Linked DNA regions of Mus musculus: region 2 is linked to region 1. Evidence: chromatin contacts called from public promoter capture Hi-C data. All regions are on one chromosome and are shown on one strand. Each heading gives the region's core, a stretch centred on a gene start, on an enhancer-like site or on the middle of the called end of the contact. The rest is flanking DNA. Distances are from core to core; before and after follow the strand shown. Region 1 holds the start of Eif3j1 (eukaryotic translation initiation factor 3, subunit J1). Region 2 holds the start of Duox2 (dual oxidase 2).

The links. Promoter capture Hi-C pulls out the DNA fragments that hold promoters and counts their contacts.
Region 2: a promoter capture Hi-C map of 3T3-L1-derived adipocytes shows a contact between it and region 1, with 3 times the contacts expected there. The contact joins the promoter of Duox2 here to the promoter of Eif3j1 in region 1. A contact is called at or near these places in 13 of 39 promoter capture datasets (the 3T3-L1 cell line, 3T3-L1-derived adipocytes, the C10 cell line and 8 more), 2 of 484 Hi-C or Micro-C datasets (both in embryonic stem cells), 3 of 115 datasets of contacts at active chromatin or transcription factors (embryonic stem cells, epiblast stem cells and pancreatic cancer cells) and 2 of 9 other capture datasets (adipose tissue and liver).

The regions. Positions count from the first base shown.
Region 1 is chr2:122,026,762-122,030,390 of GRCm38.p6, forward strand. Eif3j1 (eukaryotic translation initiation factor 3, subunit J1) reads left to right here and starts at 1,819. Exons shown (of 8, transcript NM_144545.4): 1 at 1,819-1,963; 2 at 2,047-2,150. The coding sequence starts at 1,912.
Region 2 is chr2:122,296,181-122,299,808 of GRCm38.p6, forward strand. It overlaps Duox2 (dual oxidase 2), which reads right to left and starts at 2,047. Exons shown (of 33, transcript NM_001362755.1): 1 at 1,916-2,047; 2 at 1,543-1,632; 3 at 1,196-1,360; 4 at 502-689; 5 at 138-339. The coding sequence starts at 1,985. It overlaps Duoxa2 (dual oxidase maturation factor 2), which reads left to right and starts at 2,720. Exons shown (of 6, transcript NM_025777.2): 1 at 2,720-3,007. The coding sequence starts at 2,861.

The DNA of each region.
Region 1 (3,629 bases), core at 569-3,068:
GATCCTGGATGCATAAGTCTTCCTTCCTAGGGTCTTGTCTTAATTTGGATTCACGACTGGATCAACATGTATTACAATGCTTTACTCAATTTATTGATTTAAACATTAGTCACATCTAACATTCACAGCGATTAGACTGGTATTTGACTAAAAGCTAGGGGACATAGGTACCACAGTCTAGTCAAGCTGATAAATAGAATTAGCCATTCTGTTGCCTTTGACCTTAAAATAGTTTTCAGACTGGTTCCTTCCTCTCCATTGTCACTGGCTTAATTTGGGCTTGAGTTATCCTTGCAGAATTAATTCATTCGAGTTGGAAATCGCATAGCTCAGTGGTAATGCAAGGAAGGCAGAGGCTCTTGGTTTTATCCTATACTTATGTACTAGGTACTTTGTAAAATCATAAATGGATTTTTTTTTTTTTTTTTTTTGGTTTTTTGAGACAGGACTTCTCTGTGTAGCCCTGGCTGTCCTGGCACTCTGTAGACCAGGCTGGCCACCACGTGTGCCACCACGCTGGGCGGATGCTTTCTTTTATAGAGCGTCATCTCTCATTTTAATAATGCTGTCGAACAGCTGAGCGTGGTGGCGCACGCCTTTAATCCCAGCTCTCGGGAGGCAGAGGCAGGCTGATTTCTGAGTTTGAGGCCAGCTTGGTCTACTGAGTGAGTTCCAGGACAGCCAGGGCTACACAGAGAAATCCTGTCTCGAAAACAAACAAACAAACAAACAAACACAAAAAAATTGCGGTAGAACATTTCTTGAAAGACCACCTTATAAAATGTTTACTTGTAGACGAAAAATACACAAGAAACGGAAAGTACTAAGAATGGCTGATGTGTGTCTGTTTTTTTTAAAGACTTAAAACCTAAGCTCATGCCTTTAATCCCAGCACCTGGGAGCCAGCCTGGTTCACAGAGCGAGTTCCAGGACAGCCCAGGCTACAGAGAGAAACTTGTCTTAAAAACAAAGCAAAACAAAACAAAAAACTTTAAAAACAATGAATATATTGGAAAATCAGACAATATCTAAACTAGCTCCTTCCTTCTTAATGTCCTTACTGGGAAGCCCTGTGCCAAGGGGGAGAGAATTTTGCTCCTTTTAGGTTCTTTTTATCAGTTTACCTGTTAGAATGCACTCAGATGAGCACCACAAGCCTTCTCTCTACCAGAAATGCACCGGAGCACAAGTCACTTGGTTTCTCAAACTCCAGCTTCACCAGTGCCTACCGCGGGCAGAAAACTGAAACTTCCGTCGTCGTTAATGCTACCTTTTTAACATCTAACCTCATAATGCTTCTTTTTGTTGCAGCCACTGCACTGTGTCGAAATCTGTTTACATAACTATTTTGCTACTGTGTTGAGGACAAACTAGAATAAGCCTGGGACGGACCACGGAACTCCGAAATGTTTTCGCCAAAACAATCACCGTGCAGGACTTCGGGTGATCACCGGAAGGGAGAACCAGGGAGACTTGGAGTATACTTCCATCTCCGTGCCCGAATGCTAGGAGGCCACGGGATATCTGCCCTGTCCACTTCCTCCTCGCTGCTCGCCTGCTGCCGGCTCACGATCAGCCAGCACTAGAAGACCCACTCGCTAGCCGAGCACCGCCCGACTCACGCGTGCGCACTTCCTTTCTCTTCTCGCGGGGGGTGGGGGATGAGGGGGTGAGGGGTGTGGCTTGGGGGGACCAGGCTGGTCCGCGTCTCCCAGCCCAGCGTCGCCCCACCCCGCCCGCCCCGCCCCTGCCGCGCGCGTCGCCCGTGGGGCGGAGCCTCTGCCGGGCGCCCAGTCAGCCACTGTCCCAGCCTGCCCTGCGCGGGCCAACGAGAGCCAGCCCAGTGACTCACCTCTGCCGCGCTAACTCTTCGCAGCTCTTCCCATCGCACACGCTCACCCCCGGTTCGAGATGGCGGCGGCGGCGGCGGCGGCAGCGGCGGCGGGGGACTCAGACTCTTGGGGTGAGCAGAAGTTCCGGCCCAAATGCGGGCTGTGGCGGCCCCGCTCCCACGCGGGTACTAACGCGACTCGCTCTCTTCCGTAGACGCGGACACGTTCTCTATGGAGGACCCGGTGCGGAAGGTCGCGGGCGGCGGCACGGCCGGCGGGGACCGCTGGGAAGGCGAGGACGAGGACGAGGACGTGAAGGTAGGTTCGGGCCCGGGAGCCAGGCTACGCCCGTGGGCGCCGGCTGCGGGCGGGGAGATCGGGCCCCCGGGGCGCCGCCCGGGCCTGCGGGCCGTGGGTCCCGCGTGAGCTTCGGCCCGGAGGTTCCCTCGGCTGGACGGCCATGTGGGCAGCAAGGCGGCAGCTTGTCCGGCCGGACTCTGCGGAGGGTGGTGACCGCCTGGGCCCCAGCCCTTCACCGAGGGTCGGCTCTCTGGCCTGGAACCTAACTGGAGACGAGAAGTGACAGCAGCAGTCCGGTCGGCCCACGTGCTATCTTCGCAGTCCAGAACCTCTCACCGAAACTAGGCGAACAGATCGGGAACTCGGTTTCAGTGTTTGTCCCATATGGAAAGTCGTGGATCCGCTTTTCCTAGTTCGGCTCTCCCATGTGTCAGTAACTTAGGTATGATTGTGAAGGCCGGTAGCTCGTTTGAGCGATTAGATGGAGAAAATACATTGAATTTTCTAAACTAGAATTGGAGTAGTAAAACAACTTTTAGCTCTCCCTTCCCCCACCCTGTGGTAAGAAGGATGAACTGAGAGCACTGAGATAACCATCGGGTTAGTGGACAGAACTGTGAACTCTGAAAAACAGAGCTAACAGTTATTCATCTACACAGGGACAGACAGGCTTAGAAAAAAACCCCAAAGAGTTGGTGGTTGTGGTAGACCAGGGGCCAGTGGTTTGTTTGTTTTTTTTTTTTTTTGTATTGTAAATTCGAGTCCTATTCACCTTTATTGTTCTTAAAAACTCTCACGGGCTCATCTTACAGCTTTAGATATACTGTTTGGATTTTTCATTTTTACTCTGAACTTTGCTGAAGTGTATGTCTACTTTACCAGACAGCCTGAATTTGAGGAATGAAGTGATCTTTGTGTACATTGAAGTTAATAATGAAGTTAATAATAGTGCTGTTGACTGGCTACTTACGTGCTTTCTTTATCTATTGTATGTATACACTTGGGCATGGTTTGTTACCGACCTTATATTATCCTATCACGGCAGATTTTCAGTTTTGACTTTTCACTTTTCCTAGGAAGTAGAAGTTAGGACATCTTATAAAGTTAAAGAAGTTAAAGTTGGGCTGGAGAGATGGCTCAGCGATTAAGAGCACTGACTGCTCTTCTGAAGGTCCTGAGTTCAAATCCCAGTAACCACTAGCCACCCATCTGTAATGAAATCTGATGCCCTCCTACAGTGTACTTATATGTAATAATAAATAAGTCTTGGGAAAAAAAAAAAGTCAAGAGATGGGAGTAAGTTTAAAACAAAACAGGGGACAGTGGGGGGAAAGTAAAGGAGGCGGGAATAAATGCCAAAAGGTTGTTTAAAGCTTTCAGTAATGATGCCATGTAGTATCTACCTGGGGTTATGGAATGTAAATGGTGTCATTCCTGATGTTTATAATTCGTATCACTTAACAGTGGTTGTGGACCTTCCTGGTGCTGTGAACTTTT
Region 2 (3,628 bases), core at 797-3,296, 270 kb after region 1:
CAGGACAGGAGATGGACAACAGCTTGAGTCAGGGGAGCCCAGACCCACAGGCAGTCCCCCCCTCCTCCAGTACAGGGCCTCCAAGCAGCCTGGTGCCTCTAACCCTACACCTCCTGCCAGGACCCCCGCAGCCTCACCATACACCCCTTGTGGCCCGCCCCGCCCCGTGGAGGGGTCCGGCGCCATCCACATGAGCAGAGAGCTCTGGGAGTTCCGCGGGAAAGCAGGGTCAGGCCCAGAAGCCAGCTGTCCTCCAGAGAAGCTCCTCAGAGTGTCACTCCAGGAATGAGAGGAGCCATAGATGGCGCTGCCATCTAGCCAGCCGGTCACCTGGTTGCTCTGCAGGGATGAGCAGAGTCAGGAGGACCAGGCAGGTCCTTGCTGGTAGGGAGAGCCTCACCGTGTCTGGTCTTCCCAGCCAGATCCCAGGCCTCCAGCGGATCCAGCCTCAGACCCCCTTCCCGCCTCTCTGCCCTCCTGCCTTTGGCTGCCTGGCCTCACCTGGTCCCGGGGGTTGCTGGGGCTCTGTCCAGTGTTGTGGTCCCAGCGGCTCCTTTGAAAGGGCAGCACCACGTTCCCGCGCTTGTCAGGGTCGAACACCGGGTCCCCACGTGGGATGTAAATGTTGAGGAACTCTGCGGGGCAGCCTGGTGTTTCCACACTCACCAGGTCTGAGAGCACGTGGTAGCCTGGGTTAAGAGAGCAAAGTGGTAGATAAATCACCAGGTCCCGCTCTCCTTAGGAGAGCCTCTGAATTATCAGGACACAGAGGCCAGAGCACAAGCTTCAACGCTGTCTCTTCAGCTTATCCCCCCCCCCCCGCCAGACTTGATCTTCTAAGATGCAAACAAAACGTAGCATCCCCTTGTGAACATGCCAATATCGTTTCGGGGGTGGGAGGGGGGGAGGCGGATACGATTTGAAAACAAGCTCCCTTCACCTCTGTGTGGCAGTCATGAGAGTCTTGAGGACAGCAGTGGTCAGGGCATAAGTTTCTGAGAGTTCTAGTGGGGACCCAATGTACGTGTTGGTTTGAAGTAAAGTAAGAGAAAGATCCCCGCATCACACCCAAACCCTCAAAGATGATAACAGAAGCACTTCTTGGAAAGTTCTTTTTTCTGCAAGTTGCGGTGGTCCTTTCCCTGGACACTCAGCAAGCTCCAGATCCACCCTGGTTTCCTGTTCCTATACTCACCAAAGAAGACCCCCAGCACTGTGCGGTTGTGGACCGAGGGCAGCCCTGCTTTGCCCTTAGCGACAGCATCGCTTAGCCGGCGAGGGTTGGGCAGTAGCGGCTCTTCCAGAGCCTGATAAACACCGTCAGCATAATTAGCCGGTATTAGGCGACGCAGCCGCGAGCCTGGAGCGCAGAGAGTTGATCTGGATCAACGCTCTGGGTCCCCAAGAAGCCCCACATGCCCCCTCCCATTTCCTACCCCCAGGAATGGATAAGAATGTGGTGAGAATGCAATCCCGCAGGCCGCCCCGGCTCCTCTCCCCACACTCCAACTGCACGCCCTCCCTACAGAGCCCGGGGCTTACCAGCCGCACCGCGCTGGTGGTACTTCAGATTATTAAACCAGCCGTCGTAGCGCTGCACTTCCCAGGGCAGTGAGGGTGCGTCCTGGCCACCTGTGGGAGCAGAAAGCCTCCCACTTAACATTAACCTTCCAGAATGCCCTGAATGACCCGATGGGCTTTAGGCTCCTTCCTCAGCTGGCTAACTCCTGCCAATGAACGCCATCTCCAATCCTTTGGCCGCTGAGCCGAGGCGGTCAGAAGTCTTCCAACTCAATAGCTCAATAAGAGATGGCTCAACCCTTCCAGCTTCCAGGCGCCATCTGCCTTCCCTTCTCTTTCCACACTCCTGTGGGACACTGGCTAGCCCCTTCAGCAAGAGGCCCCTACTACGTACCTGCTGGGCCCAGGGGTCCAGTCAGCAGAGCGCCCAGGAGAACTAGAGTCTTGGGACTTGTTGGAAGCATGCTGTCCTTGATCCCGGCGGTGGGGGGTAGTGTGTCAAGAGCGCACACTCCCACGGCTGGTACTGGGAGAGGAGCAGAGAGGTACTACTCAGGTCCCACATCTTCACGACGCGCTTTCTGGCATTAAGACCGTCTGCCACCCTAACCCTGTCTGATGCTGATCTCAAGCACATTAACACCCTGGTCAGGAGCGCAGCGGGACTGTCTATGGGGTTTGTTCTAAAACCTAGTCCTCTCAGCCCAATTTCCCAAGTACTGCTTCTCCAGGAGGGGGATAGAAAAGGGAGAGAGGCTAATGAACTGAGAGCTAGGGACGCGCAGCCAACCTCATCCTCATCTAGGATGAATTACGTTCAAAGGGGAGAAAGGAGCTAGGAGACCCAACCTCTGGTGTAAGGGATCCGGTCCGGTTCAACAGTCTTCCGTGGTCTTGGAGATTTTGTTTCCTGCTCCGCTCCTGGGAGCAGCTCCGAGAATCTTCACCCTTCCTGGATGCCCGTTCACCCTTCGCTCTTCGTCCTGCCTAGCAGGTGTCGCTCGCGCCACCGCTAGCAGGTGTGAATGTGTGAATCAGAGGTTTGCGGTCGAGTTAAGGACAGGATTTCAGTTATTTGCATGTCTCCGCCCCTTCGTTTGCATGACCTCAACCAGACAGGACCCTGCTACCTGGTTTGGACGCCGCCCCTGCTTGCTGCCCACGCTCCTATAAAAGGAGGGGGTCTGCGTTTCTTTGTGAACACTGCGTGAAGTCGCAGGGCCAGGAAAGAGTTTCGGGAGATCACGCCTCTGCGCTTCTTAGGAGAGCCGCAGGGCTCGGACTTTTTATCACTCATCCCAGCTCGCTGCCTGCGAACAGTTCTCGAACTTCTTGCAGGATGACTGCGTGGGACGGGGTGCTACCCTTTTACCCCCAGCCCAGGCATGCCGCCAGCTTCAGCGTACCGCTGCTCATTGTTATCCTGGTGTTCTTGTCTTTGGCTGCTAGCTTCCTGTTCATCTTGCCTGGAATCCGTGGGCACTCGGTAAGGGGGTATTCAAAGTTCTCCCTAGAGGGATTCTAGAAGAAGCCGATTTCGTGGGGGTAATAGTGCGATATGGAGAGAGTTTCTTGGAGACTCAGGACAGAAGAGACTAAGGAAGATTCTCCGAGGATCAGCAGATGCAAATTTAGAAGTCTGGTGCAGTAAGCGACTCTTCCGAGGAAGAGGTTCCTTGGTCCAGGACATCCCGGGAAGAGACTCCAGCTGGCTTCTTTTGGAAGCTGCAGCAGCAGTGGGAATCAGCCCAGTATATTTGGAATTAAGTCTAGCCTTCGGGTGCGGCCAGCCCCCCCCCCCGTCTCTGGTCTCTGAATGCCTTAGCCCCTCTGTCCTGTGCTTTGAACCATGATCAAGAGAATGGGGACTTCTGTGCTTTTCTTACTGTGTTGAGTTAAAGACTCAAGAGAGTTTCACAGAAGATTCAAACGTGTAGCAAGCAAGAGAAATTTCCAAGCTCCCAGCCTCCAGGTCCTGAACTACATTGTTATAAGTCTGAGAAGACCTTTTCCTGTTGATCTTTGTTGGTTCGGAGGAACTGGCAGGTCTAGAAAAATCCGCAGTCCCTCTCTTTTAATTGACTACCAGGCCCCGGGGCCTCCCTCT